Linked DNA regions of Pan troglodytes: region 2 is linked to region 1. Evidence: chromatin contacts called from public Hi-C data. All regions are on one chromosome and are shown on one strand. Each heading gives the region's core, a stretch centred on a gene start, on an enhancer-like site or on the middle of the called end of the contact. The rest is flanking DNA. Distances are from core to core; before and after follow the strand shown.

Region 1 (2,512 bases), core at 4-2,503:
CGAAGCAGACCCAGATGGGACTCTGTAACCGAAGTGCTTATTCAGTTTTTGTCTACAATCATTTTATTTCCTAAATCCCTCCCCCACCAGACACCTGGGTATTTCCCTCCAGTCCCCAGGAGACTCTAGGGTGAGCCTGAAACCTGGAGGCTGGGGGTAGCAGTTGGGATTTACCCAGCACGCTACTTTGTTGGCCCCTGGGGAGGTGGTGCAGCCAGGCGGGTAAGGAGGACTCGCGCCATCAGCGGGGTCTGAGACATGGTGTGCCCAGTGGGCAGAGAATAGGCCTGTGGTTTTTAAGAACCTCACTGATATCGAATGTGTCTTGGAGTGAGAAAGTTTTTAATGGAAAAGGAGCAAGAGGGAGTGATGAAACAATTTGCTAAGTGCCTACTATGTTCCAGGCATTTTACATCCACAGTCTCTTTCAATCATCACGTCCATGCGGAGGAGAGCTTCTTGTCGCCCATTATAAAGGTCAGAAACAGGCTAAGGGAGGATAAGTCACTGCCTAAGGTTACAGTGCATGTAAATGGCAGAGCTAGGATTCGAACCCTGGCCTTTCTGAGTTCCTAAAGCCATGCTCGCCCCCACTCTTCCAGGCTGGGGAGAGACCGGGAAGAGCGAGAAGCTACATGCTGGGCTGCAGATTGGGCCCTAGCGGGCTTGGAGCGTGGATATGCTGGCTGGCCCCCCTCCCCGGGAGTCACAGCTCTCGCCGGTCTCGCCACTCAGGCTCTGCCGGGTACCCAGGAGGCTTGCACGGCCGCCTGCAGCCCGCTGTGCAGAGCCCGGGCCGAAGGCGGAGCTCGATGGGAAACGGCCGGCCGAAGGCTCTTGCAACTCTGCCACAGGCCTGCCTTCCCGGGCCTCCCAGGCGGGTGCCTGAGGCCGCGGCTCCAGGCCGAAGGGAGACCGCAGTGAGACGAGCATCCCCTTGCTGCGCCTTCTTAGGATAGAGGGTTTAATTTTCCTTTCTGAAGATATCGCAGGAAGCTGTTCGTATCTTAAAAACTCCAAACCCCGCGCTCTCCCTCCTCCCTGCCTCCCTCCCACCCCCGCCCTCCAGCCTCGCCCACCAGCTCCCACCATCTCGACTCTCCTCTGCTCCTCTTGCCTCTCCCCTCCCTCTTGGGTCTCCCGCCTTCCCGGAGCACGCGCTGCCAGGGCCTGGGGCGCCGAGCGGCCAATGGCACGGCGGCAGGACGTGATGTCAGGCGCGGCTGTAGAAAAGGCGCGGAGGCTTGCGCTGGCGCGGACTGCAGAGCCGGGGCTGGGCTAGGCGCGCGCTTGGAGAGCATTGCGCGCGGCTGGGCCCGCGGCCGGCGGCTCCTCCTCCCACTCTGCTCCTCCTCTTTTTTCTCCTCCTCCACCTCCTCCTCCGCCTCCTCCTCCTCCTCTTCCTCCTCCTCTTCAATTCTCCCGGTGGCTCGACTCGGCTCGCAGGCTTCGGAGAAACCCCTACTCCAGTCGCCGACTCAGCGCCCAAGAGGGTCGCCTTGGGCTGGGGGCGCACGCCAGGGAGGGGAGGGGTCCAGGCAGCTGGGCCGCCGCGGACACCTAGCAGCTTCTGGGTGAACCCCGACCGCAGCCGTCGCCGCCTCGGGCAGAGTTTGCGCCCTTGCTTTGCGCCCCGGGCGCTGAAGCCGGGCGGGCGATGCCCGCGGCGTGAAAGCGCCCGCGGCGGGCGCCGACCTCTGCCCTAGTCTCCTGCTCCCCCCGCCCCGCTTGTCCCGTGCCCTTGTGACCCTGGCTTTGGCGCCGTCGCCCAGGCGCCCCGCAATGTAGCTGCCCCCGCGCCTCGGCGGGAGGCGTCCTGCCCCGCGAGCGCCCGGGGCCCGGAGCCCGGCCTGGGGGCTCAGCCGAGCTCGGGCGGGGCCGGGGCCGCGGTGGCGATGCACCGGGCCCGTTAGCGCCAGGAGCGCCAGGCAGCTGAGGCGGGGGGCAAGCCCTCCCTCGGAGGAGCCGCGCCCCCGGCCCCGCCGGTCCCGCCGCGATGCTGTTCCACAGTCTGTCGGGCCCCGAGGTGCACGGGGTCATCGACGAGATGGACCGCAGGGCCAAGAGCGAGGCTCCCGCCATCAGCTCCGCCATCGACCGCGGCGACACCGAGACGGTAGGCGCGCGGCTGTGGGGTCGGGGCTGAGAGCTGGGATGGGGCCGGGCCAGTCAGCGCCTCTGCTCCCCGAAGTTTGGGGAGCGTCCTTCGTGCCGCACGGGACTGGGTGCTGGGGATCCTCGGTCAGAATGCAAGGCCGGTGGCTCCCGGTTCGGGGGAAACCCGGCTGCTGGGACGCAGAAGGGAAACAAGGTTGAAACCGAAATCTCGGCCCTGGGGGTAGAGGAGAGCGTTTCTTCCGAACTGGAAGCGAAGTCCCATCCGCGGCCCGGGGCGGCTCCCTTCTCACCTTGCCCGGTGCCGGGGTCGACAGCCCCGCGCTCTCCTCCACCTCTCGGCTCCGGTTGCTGGCGGCGCCGCAAGCGGCGCCAGGGAAGGGCGAACCAGCTGGGA
Region 2 (2,512 bases), core at 9-2,508, 230 kb before region 1:
GACTAACAGAACTGGCTGTTACCTCTCTCTCCTGCCAATCTTCAAATATCTCTGAACTAAATTAGCACCTCTACCCACAACTTCCCCTGCCACCCCACAAAATCCATTCTCATTTTAAAAGATAAATGAATTCAGCAAACACCCGTCGGTGGCATAAGTGTCTGGGCGCTGTGTATGTGTGTCCTATAATTAAGCCCTAACACATACTTCATGTAGTTTATATTTTCTCAAGGTATGATTGAGCATTCAGATATCTTAAAGGACTGCCTGGTAAATTCCCTCTGATCACCACCCCAGTAACCGTATTAACGCATACAACTGGTAGAGTTACAGTTTCCAAAAAGTACCTAAAGGTCTAAAAATTATTTTTAAATATGTTCAAACATAGGGAAGAAAAGTGATATACTGAGTTATTGAAACATTCTAATTATTAAAATTTATACAGGATAATTTTTTAAACCATGGGTGGCTATACTTTTAACTTGTAAGAATGCTTTGTCTTACCTAATGATATGGTACCAAAAAATAGATTTAAATGTGTACTTCTGATAACATTTTCTAAATTCTATAATTCAGCCTTCAGATGATAGGTCTTTTTACTCAGAATCTTGAAAGCCTATTCAGTCACAATTGCATACCCACTTAATCAGCAATCATTGTTCTGGGATGCAGGACTCTGTTGTCAAGACAAGCACCAAAACCTTAAAAAAATTTTTTTTCAGAACTGGCATAAGAAAAAAGTGATCTTTGTCAGACAAGGACAAATTTATGCAAATCTTTTATAAACATTCACAAACATTTATTTAGCTTTTGAAATGTTGGCCTCATTTGAGAGCATGAAAATGAGGGGGAAGTAGGAAAACGCAAAGGACAGCTTAGAAGCTGGCACGCTACATAAATATTCAGAAGGAAGATTATAGGATTCATGTTAGGCTGTCTTAGGCTTCTCCAAAGTCCACACAGAATAGCAAAGAACAAAACTAACGAGAAGTACAGCAGATGTTAGACAATGCATCAGCCTCTTTTCCTCTCTCACTTGGCTATACTTGGACGCTTTTATATTTTCTTTCAATATGGTTAGGTCATTCAAGGATTCTCCTATAGACTCTGTATTGTGGCTACAGATCTATAAGCTGAAGGTCTGTCAGCTTTCCAAAAGTTTCCAATGAAAAGGCATTATGCAAATTCTACCTCTCTTACCCTCTTTCAGGGGGGAAAAAGGCCTCCAGTATGCAGTCATTGGAGTATTGGAAGCCCCAGCCTTCATTTCTGTATAGCTGTGTTTGCCTCAGGGCCACGCTGCTTGTTTTGACAGTGGATCCCCCTAGATAGTTGGGATTAGTCGAGCTTGTTTAGATAAACTTGAAATCAAGGCCTTCTCTAGGTAGACAGCTAGATGTAGCTACCGAGTTTCCAGCTGCCTCTTCCTTTCATCCCAAAACAACTGCAGCTTCACAGTAGCTATCACAGCCACAGGCTATGTCACATACATAAGTACAAAATTAAAGGCTGCTAAAAGAAGCTTTTGTAAGTCTTAGTGCTAAAATAAGGAATCTGTACTGCTTGGTTTATACAAATTATTCTAGCACTACCAATATGGAACTGAAATCATCAGTTAACAAGGCATATTAATCAAGGTTCCTGGTTTCTTCTGATAGACAGGATCATAGTTTGGTAATATACCTAACCTTCTGCTTATTAGCTCTTGTATGAGAATAATAGCCTAAAATGTTGAAAAGGAAATAATAGGCTTTATTTATCCAGTGGCAGGGAATGTTAGCCACCGTCAACAAACACTGTGAGCAGAATATGAAAATCAAAATGTAAATATCAAATCTGCTTTTGAGAGAGAATTATTTAGCAATTGATTAGAACGTCTCACTAAACAGTCATCTGTTTAGTGTTACAGAACTGTTTCAAATCAACTTTTATTTCCTACAACTTGCAGATTCTGATAGAAAGAATAGGAAGATATAAGGAGGATAAGGAGGATTCAGAACTGAAAAAAATTATGCTCAGAACAGATTGATGACATTTCATTACAAAGACAGAAGGAGGTGATATGAAACACTACTGAAATAAAGAAATTATATAATTCAAAAAGTTTTCTAACATCTAACACTCAAGGGTTTTAATTTTTTGCAAGTAGAAAAAAAAGTCCCTTCAGAAGTCCAGCAAAATACAATAAAATAATACAATCTCACATACATATTTCATTTTACTTTGCATATCTTGCTGCAACAAACAGATTCTAGTGTTTACCTGAGGCTGCCTCGGACAAATTAAACACAACAATGGTACCAGAGTACATTCAGACACTTTACAGAACTATTCTGAAACATCATACAGTACAGAAGTTCTTTTACCATCTGACTGTACTGTCAAATCATACAAGGCAGTCTTTCAATCAAGTCTTCATTTCACCACCAAAAATGTGTTCTCCTGATTCAACAGGTAAGTCACTCTTTCAAAGTGTTAAGACATTCTGGAATTGAAGTCATCAGTTTGAGCT

What was found. A called contact is a pair of places that touch in the nucleus more often than the background predicts.
Region 2: a Hi-C map of stem cell-derived neural progenitor cells shows a contact between it and region 1, with 4 times the contacts expected there. The contact joins the enhancer-like site here to the promoter of LHX2 in region 1. A contact is called at or near these places in 1 of 7 Hi-C or Micro-C datasets (stem cell-derived neural progenitor cells) and 1 of 1 datasets of contacts at active chromatin or transcription factors (stem cell-derived excitatory neurons).

Annotation. Positions count from the first base shown.
Region 1 is chr11:14,444,117-14,446,628 of NHGRI_mPanTro3-v2.0_pri, reverse strand. LHX2 (LIM homeobox 2) reads left to right here and starts at 1,253. Exons shown (of 5, transcript XM_016961627.3): 1 at 1,253-2,116. The coding sequence starts at 1,997.
Region 2 is chr11:14,669,412-14,671,923 of NHGRI_mPanTro3-v2.0_pri, reverse strand. All of the region lies in intron 3 of DENND1A (DENN domain containing 1A), which reads right to left. Among named protein-coding and RNA genes, the nearest start is that of DENND1A, 150 kb to the right of the region's middle. Within about 2 kb of position 1,258, at least 6 of the 24 cell types and tissues checked have an H3K27ac peak or open chromatin away from gene starts, as enhancers often do. A contact at or near this core is called in stem cell-derived neural progenitor cells, where this site is marked.